2 separate regions of the Gossypium hirsutum genome follow, and region 1 is linked to region 2. The links are chromatin contacts, called in public Hi-C maps. All regions are on one chromosome and are shown on one strand. Each heading gives the region's core, a stretch centred on a gene start, on an enhancer-like site or on the middle of the called end of the contact. The rest is flanking DNA. Distances are from core to core; before and after follow the strand shown.

Region 1 (4,161 bases), core at 247-2,746, 150 kb after region 2:
CAAGGATCGGCTTTCCACTATCAGGGGATCGAATATAGTAATCCGCAAGGACATCGTAAAAGCATAATCGACCATTAGCACCAAACTCAGCAGGAGTTATTGCATCTTCGTCTCTACTTAGGATTATATCTGTTTTAAGTCAACAAAATCACACATAACTGAACATTAAATTTCCATCTGATAAAAAGAATTACAAAGGCACGAAAACTTGAAAAATATCTATTTGATTAATGTAATTTTTAATACGAAAAGCCAAACAATTAGAATGAGTTAAAGATCTTAGCTAACCTTTGGCTCGATCATCGACTTCCAAAGCTATATCTGCAAATAGTTCTTGTAATAAGTTGCGTCTCTGAGATGGAGACGCTAATGCCTGCAATAAATTTGAACATACATCGATCAAGAAATTCCTAAACGCAGAATAAGTGCTTTTATTACTTTTGAGTTTGGATCAAATGATTAGCAGAAACGATGTAATTAATATGAGACTTCCCAGGGTCCAGACGCTAGTAAATACTCAAACCATTACCTAAAATGTTAAACCTTAAACCTAATATATCCCTTTTACGAGAAAAAAAAGGAAAAGAAATCAGAAGATTGTTTTTTTAAAAAAATCTTAAACAAATTCGGTTTTCCTCTCATCATATAAGATGAAGACGCTAATGCCTGCAATCAATTTGAACATACATCGATCAATAGGCTCTTAAACGCAGAAAAAGAAGTGCTTTTATTACTTTTTAGATCAAGTGCTTAGCAGAAACAATAAAATAAAATTAGAAGACTTTACAGAGTCCAGACGCTAGTAAATACTCAATCATTACCTAAAACGTTAAATCTTAAACCTAATATACTCCTTTTTCGAGAAAAAACAACAAAAAACAAATTAAAAGATTGATTTGAAAACGTAAAAAAAAATATTCCGCTTTTCCTTTTATCATATCGAGAAACAAAAATAAAAATAAGAGAAAAACGAACCCGCTGAAGCTTTTTCTCGATTTCTAGGGAGAGCTTGTTGAGATAAGCGGAGCTTTGAGGCCTTGAAGAAGCTTCTTGTTGCTGCATTTTATTTTACCTTTTATGTTAAGATCTCAACAGGAGAAGAAGGAAATTAAAATCTATCATTCGAGAAAGAGGAATTTTGAAATCAAATTTGAAATTGATCCAATCAAATAGTTTTTATATTTCCGTTTCCGGCCTATTCGCTCCCAACAGAAGTACTTTCTTCGATACGAATAGCAGCGGCCGTTTTGACCTTTTACCATCAAAAAGTTCAGAAGGCGGTGAATTTCATAATAATTATTTACTATAAAATATAACTTTTTAAATAAATTAATGGCGGAATGTGGAAGGTAAGCATGACCATATATGGCGTGAGAGAGAAGCAACAGCGTGGAAGATTAGAGGGGAAGAGCTTTGTTGAGAGGAAAGCCAAAATGGGGGAGAATGGTGGTAGAGAGTAGAGACTGATTATAATTGATTAACAATTTTTTATGGGGTGTTGCTGGTACGTTTTAACATTTTCCACGTGTATGATTTCACGTTCCACGTGGCTGTTTCGTAGGATGTGAGTTTTGAGTGGCCTAAGTGTGGGACTGGGTAGAGCAAACCACGGTCACCCGAGAATGGAGAATTGGAAAGCAGTTGCTTTTAATCCATTGAGCCACGTGCTATAAAATTAAACCTTTTTTTATACGTGTAAAATCTGTAGTTTTCTTCTACTTGTATGCTAAGGCATTATAAGAATTAATTTTCAATATTTTTAGAATAAAATAACATTAACAATAATCCAAAATGAGTTAAACCGATGAAATTAAAAAAAATTCAAATTCAAATTTATATTAGTATTGTATTTATAATTATTGTATATTTATAATTGTAATCTTCTCCAAATAAATTTTAAATCTCAAAAAAATATAAAAACATGAATTCAAAATGATAGAAAATTTATTTGAAATTGGTTCAAATTAAAAGTTTACCCAACCTCAAAACTGATTTGAATCGAAAGGCTTGAAGAGTTTAAAACTTGAATTGCCTTAATTCAAATTAATTCAATTGATAATTAAGTAGAAAATAAATTCAAATCTCAAAATTATATATAAACTTTTATTAAATATGATTAGTAAATTTTGATCTTGTACAATTATATGTACAAAACTTTGATTTTAATTTTATTTGATTTAATTGTATATATTAAAAATTTAATTAAACTACTTTCCTCTCTAGTAAAAACATATATTAATGAAATCTTATGTATACAGTTATACAAATTCAAAATTCCCACAATTTTAATCCCTTCCTTCATGACACTTGTCCATTCCATTGTTTTTTCTTTTTTCTTTTTTCTTTTTTTTTACAAATAAAATATTGGCTAAATTTCAATTCTAATTCTTCTAATTTTTTAGATTATATAAAAATAATTAAATTTTAATTTTATCCCTATATTTTATTCAAATTTGAAATTTTACCTTTATATTTTAATTTTGATATAGTTTAATATTTTAATTTTTATAGCATCTTTATTTAATCTAAATATTTTATTTTGACTCAAATGCTAATGTGAATTTAAAAAATTACTAACACCGTTAAAATTTTTTGTTGAATTTAGATACATTACAATGTCATTTTTTTTTCTGTTATATGAATATCAAGTTTTTTTTTTATTTTCAAATCATCACACAAACAACTTTCATAGAAAATTTTAACAATGTAAACAGATGAACTTGAATTTTAATTTCGAAAAGTAGAGAGATTAAATTCTTAAAAATAAAAGTATAATTATTAAATTCTAAATATATGAAGAGTACAAAAATCATATTGTAATTTTTAAAATTTTTAGTTTATATTTTAGCAAAAAAAATATTATTAAACGAAGGTTCATTTTAAGAATACAAGCCGAATGCATTGAGATGTAATTGGAGTATTCAGTGCATTGCAAGAGAGGCCGGGTGAATCAAGACTCGGAGATTATTAAAGCTCAAAAGTGGAAACCAGGAGAAAATATCATTTTTTATGGAGGGACTCATAAGACATGTACAAAGAAGATTGACTGGACTCACCAACCCATCAGCATTCTTCTAACTCTATCTACAATCTGATTTCTAGCTAACGTACTCGATAATTGGAATCCGCAGTTCTCGTCCAAAAGGAATCTGTAGACTTCCCATTCTCGATCTGAACTCGAATATCTTCCGATTTCAGCCTAAAAACCGACAAAGCAAATGGTTAATGGAAGGTTAAAGCCATGATTTGGATGCCAACCATGCTATTATGTATTAAACGACGGAAATACAAGCTAAACCTTTGAGTTCGAAATACCAAGCATTGTTGTATCATTGTTATCTTCTGTTATGTTATATCATAGCAATTTTGCAGTAAGTTACAATCTATTTATGGACTTCAAATCATTTTCGGTGCGGAAATGAATGCTTACCGAGAATATGCAAATTCCAAGAGCCTTTAGAGCTAGTGTAACATCATAGAAAACTCTTGGTCTCCCCTTTCCAGATAACTCAACTGGATTAGCAACCAGAAGTTCTGTATCAGGCCCACGGTTTGCGATGATGACACGCAATGGGTGAAGCATTTCCACCTTCAAACGAGAGCATAGTCCATTTTGCTTCTCAGGATCCACAAACTTTTTGCCATCCTTTTGCTGAATAAAGAGGTCCAAATCACGGCAGCCTTTGGAATTTGGTGAGAACCGGCCAAAAGCTATCTGATAAAAACAAAACAAAGTAGCATATATCAGAAAAGTTGAAAATTCATGCAGAAGCCAAAGTGGAAGAAAGGAGGAGATGCATCAGACGTTCAAAGTCGTTTCAATCATGAGCACCTTGATCCAAGAAGAGGCAATTTAGTGGCTAAAGAAAACAAGCCGACAGAGAACCTTCGGAAACAGTTAACACCACACATCATAATTATGGTTCAAGGGAATCCATCAACTCAATGGCAGGTCTAATCTAAGGAAAGATATAGAATTACTGACAATCAATCTCTTAACAGACAAATCATTGGTGTTTTCCATTTCAATTTGGAGAATGAAAAGTTCTAAGGACAAGCATTGAAAAGGTAGAGGTGAAACTGCTTCAAACCCCAATCATGTAAATTTTGCAAAAATATGAACTCAGCAATGTGACATCTTCAACCTGTGAGATGTAGGAG
Region 2 (4,291 bases), core at 605-3,104:
ACCTAGTCTTAAGTCACCCATTTGAGCCCTGAACTTTACATATCAAGAATCAAGCATGGAAATTTCCATCAATTTTATGCCAGCAAAAGGCACTTACATTATAAGCATCAGAATGGGAGCATGGATTCTTATATTTTAAATAGGGGTAATGGTGTAGTTACAGAAATGTATTCCTAACCTTTGCAGAAAGTGGAGCAACATACAGAATTATTGAAGCATTGCAACATGGGTTTAGAAACTGAAATAGGTATCAGTGCAATGCTTGAAGAAAAGGCGCCTCAATGCACTTGAAAGTATCTGATGAAGAGGCTTCGAGGGAAATGGTGCTCCCAACTTTGATAATGGTGCTCTTGAAAACTCTCCTCCATTGATCGACTCTACCACTAATAATAATCATAAGCAATAAAGAGGAGAAACAAACATATAATTAGTGTGTTAATTCGATTACGAGATGATGTTGTATAGTATTCTGGTGGTTCTGGTTATCGTACTACTATCCACTGAAGTCGCCATTGTGCATGGTGAAGGTAAGGGTAACAGTGGGAATGGCAACAACAATGGTAACGGATATGGCAACAGCAATGGTAAGGGCAAGGGCGACAACAATGAGGACAAACGCAAAAACAAGGGCAATGGAGATAAGAAAAAGAATAAGAAAGACGATGATGAAGTGAATTATAACATGTCGTCATCAAAGACCGGGCAAGAAAGAGCCTACTGCAAACGGAAAAGTGCTTGTAACCTGAAGACCCTTGTTTATCCATCTGAATGCCCTCAAAGGAAGCCTACTAAGAAGAAAAAGCAGAAGGCTTGCCATATTAACTGCTGCAGCAAGTGCGAAGAAGAATGTTTGAAAACCCACATTAACAACGGTTAGATGTAGAGAATGGAGGGGAATGGTGCTCCCAACTTTGATAATGGAGATCCATTGCAGGAAAAGCATAAGATGGAGGTATCTCACTAGGTACAGATGGACCATTCCAGTGACCGTTGAAGCTAGAACTATCTGAAATACTTCCACTGGAATTTTAGGAAGAGGGATGAGTAGCAGTTTAGCAAAGATAGGGCTGGTAGGGCTGTCAAATTGAGAGTAACTGGCTGGCTGGACGATTTTTTAACACCAAAGACATCGTCACATGACACGTCACTTTTCCGTGACGTCTGTAATGGAAAACGGTAAAAAGAATTATTTTGTGATTTTTCGAAAGTTGAGTGACTGAAATGAAACTTAATTGACTGTTTTGTCAGTTACCTCAAAGTTAAGTGACTATTGGTGTAATTTACCTTAATTTTAAATATTGTATCATAAAAATAAATATAATTAAAATCTATAATAAAATTATTAAAAATAATAATAATACAGTTGATATTTGCTGTTCATAAGAGAACAGAATTTTACAGCCACCCTGTTTAGATTTGGTTTTACTAAAGGATTTCGATAGTGCAAAAAGAAGCATGGCATTCATAGCCATGAACCGTCATTTTGAGACAGTAATGTCATTTTTACCAATAACAAACTGGCACATTATTTTTATTTTATTTTTTTACTTTTTCAATTAAAGTCATAGTTATAATTCATATTATATATGCCAACCCTTTTAAAGGGTACATTGGGCTTGCTTTCCGAAATACATATGTATTGGGCTCATCTTATTATGTCTATGTGGGAAATCCAAGTTCTTTCTGTGTCGAAAAAACCGAGTAGCCGACCGCGAAAAGAACCTTGAATTGGGGGCAAATCAAGCATTTCAACTTAATACACGTGTCGTTTTATCATTGGATAAGATTCTTTTTCTGTCTTCGTTGTCTCGCACGATCTCCATCATGATATGGAGCGGAGTGGAGCCCCAAAAAGAATATATAAATTAATAATTAAAACCACTAAAATATTTCACTTCAGCACAAAAAAGAAAGGAAAAAAAATTCAAAAAAGAACTAGAAATTTATTATCGCTCACAGTCTCTTTGAGAAAGCCCAATAATTCCCTCTCTCATTTTTAATTTTAGATATTTTTGTTGCCCTAGATTTTCTCTGTAAGCTCTACCTAGAGAAGAAGCCATGGTGAGTTTTTTCTTTTCATTTTTTTAATTTTTTTCTGCTATTTTCCTTTCCATTTTCAGTTCAAGTCTTTGTCTTCGATCTGTCTTTCTTTGACTTGCGTGGAACATTTAAATTTTTTAGATCTGATTTATTATTTACATTGAACGTAGAACTCTGTGTTTCTGCTGATTGGCATAGTCTGAATCTTTTTATTTTTTTTGGTTGTTGCTGGATTTGCATTTTGGTTTAATGATGATAGTTATGAATGTTTTCATGCTTCGGTTATTGTTCGATCTTCTGCTTGATGCTGTATTGACGTTTTGGATTGTTAAAACTTGAATGAGAACTTATTATAGATAAAAACAATGCTTAACTTAATCTTCATGGATCTACCATTACGGTTCCTTTGACAATTTGGGTTTGAACTCATATATTAATAAGCGTTATAACTTAAATATGTTTAACGGATCAATACACTATATAGATTTTGAGAAATTATTATAGATAAAAACATGCTTAAATTAATCTTCATGGATCTACCATTCGGATTCCTTTGAAATTTTGTGTTTGAATTGAGATATTAATAAACGTTATGATTTACAATGCTTAACGAACTGTTTATCGAATTGTAATGATTTTCTTTTTCTCTCTTATCCATTATCTTTTTTGGCTTTTGTTTTCTAATGGATTCATTTTGATCATTTTTCTAGTGTCCATCGTTGATAGATGACGTTTTTTAAATTTAAAAATATTGTTTAATTCATTCTTTTTTATCCCCACAAGCGGATGTGCATCACTGGTGAAGCGATTTCCTATTGATAACCTGTGACATGCCATCTCAACTACTTTTATTATTGTTAGTATTGTTGCTGCTTGACTTTATCACAAAGAAAGTAATCGGATTCATCTCTTAGAGTGGCCCCAGTTGGTTAATACTCTAAGATTGGGATATTGCATTTACACCTGTTAAATTTTTAAGAATGTTGTTTCAAAATTTATGGTTCATTGTCAAAACAGTGAAAAAAAGGTGGGATTGGATCAATTTGGTTGACCCGGTTGTTTTGAGTCATTGATCCGTCTTTATGTTCTTTTTTCTAAATGGGAGAGAGAACTCAAGAACATATGATTTTTTTTAATTAGCCTAATTATGATTTCATCTTTTGGGAATTCTAGCCAATGGGAGAGATATTGAGTCCAACCTTTGTAAACACTGTTTGTGCTCTCTTTATATTTATCTGGTTTAAATCCTATCATGTGTGGGTCTTGTCTAGATTTATTTTGGTCTATGTTTAGAGATATTCCGGTTATCAATCCATTGTACAGTTATTGATTCTAATTATAGTTATTTGGATTTATATTATTCATATATGTAATTGTGATTGTTCTTGTATTTGTGCTCTCAAAAAAATAAAAATAAAAAATTGGGTCATTGTTGTATGGAATCTTATGTATTCCTTGAACCTTTCCATTACAGGCTAATGCAGCGTCTGGAATGGCTGTGCATGATGACTGCAAACTGAAGTTCCTTGAGTTAAAGGCCAAAAGAACATACCGCTACATAGTATTCAAGATTGAGGAGAAACAGAAGCAGGTTGTTGTAGAAAAGCTTGGTGAGCCAAGTCAAAGCTATGATGATTTCACTTCAAGCCTCCCTGCTGATGAATGTCGGTATGCTGTCTATGATTTTGACTTTGTGACTGCTGAGAATTGCCAAAAAAGCAGGATTTTCTTCATTGCATGGTATGTGTTAGTGCTTTTGCCTATTATTCTCAAGCATTGTACATTCTAGTCGTTGCTGTTTATGTTTTTTTTTTTTTTTGTTTATTTGAAGGTCTCCTGACACCTCAAGGGTGAGAAGCAAGATGATTTATGCAAGCTCAAAGGACAGGTTCAAGAGAGAGTTGGACGGTATTCAAATAGAGCTGCAGGCAACTGACCCGACTGAGATGGGACTTGATGTTATTCGAAGCCGTGCCAACTAAATTGGCATCTCCAAATGGCAGGAATAATGGAGATGGTAAAATGCTTTCTGCTTTTGTTTCAAGTGAAATGTTAATAGTTTGGTGGGGTGGTATGATTTTGGTTTGTTGTTCAGATGTTATATCCAAGTCTTTGTCTAGAACAAGTTTAGCAATTTCCATTTGAATCTTATGATTCTGTTATGCATGTCTCAAAGTTATCGGACGGAGTGTCTTACAGCTGAGTCGATAAACAAAAGTCTCATCTTCTTGAAGAGTATATGAAGCACTCT

What was found. A called contact is a pair of places that touch in the nucleus more often than the background predicts.
Region 1: a contact with region 2 is called in a Hi-C map of leaf, with 1.9 times the contacts expected there. The contact joins the promoter of LOC107885931 here to the promoter of LOC107963946 in region 2. A contact is called at or near these places in 3 of 34 Hi-C or Micro-C datasets (anther, hypocotyl and leaf).

What each region holds. Positions count from the first base shown.
Region 1 is chrA03:8,040,919-8,045,079 of Gossypium_hirsutum_v2.1, forward strand. It overlaps LOC107885931, which reads right to left and starts at 1,497. Exons shown (of 12, transcript XM_016809697.2): 1 at 1,361-1,497; 2 at 976-1,056; 3 at 289-373; 4 at 1-129. The coding sequence starts at 1,363. It overlaps LOC107885930 (ACT domain-containing protein ACR9), which reads right to left. Exons shown (of 6, transcript XM_016809695.2): 5 at 3,431-3,715; 6 at 2,947-3,199. The coding sequence ends at 3,053.
Region 2 is chrA03:7,891,484-7,895,774 of Gossypium_hirsutum_v2.1, forward strand. It overlaps LOC107963946 (actin-depolymerizing factor 2), which reads left to right and starts at 1,855. Exons shown (of 3, transcript XM_016900502.2): 1 at 1,855-2,061; 2 at 3,515-3,780; 3 at 3,872-4,291. The coding sequence starts at 2,059. The coding sequence ends at 4,022.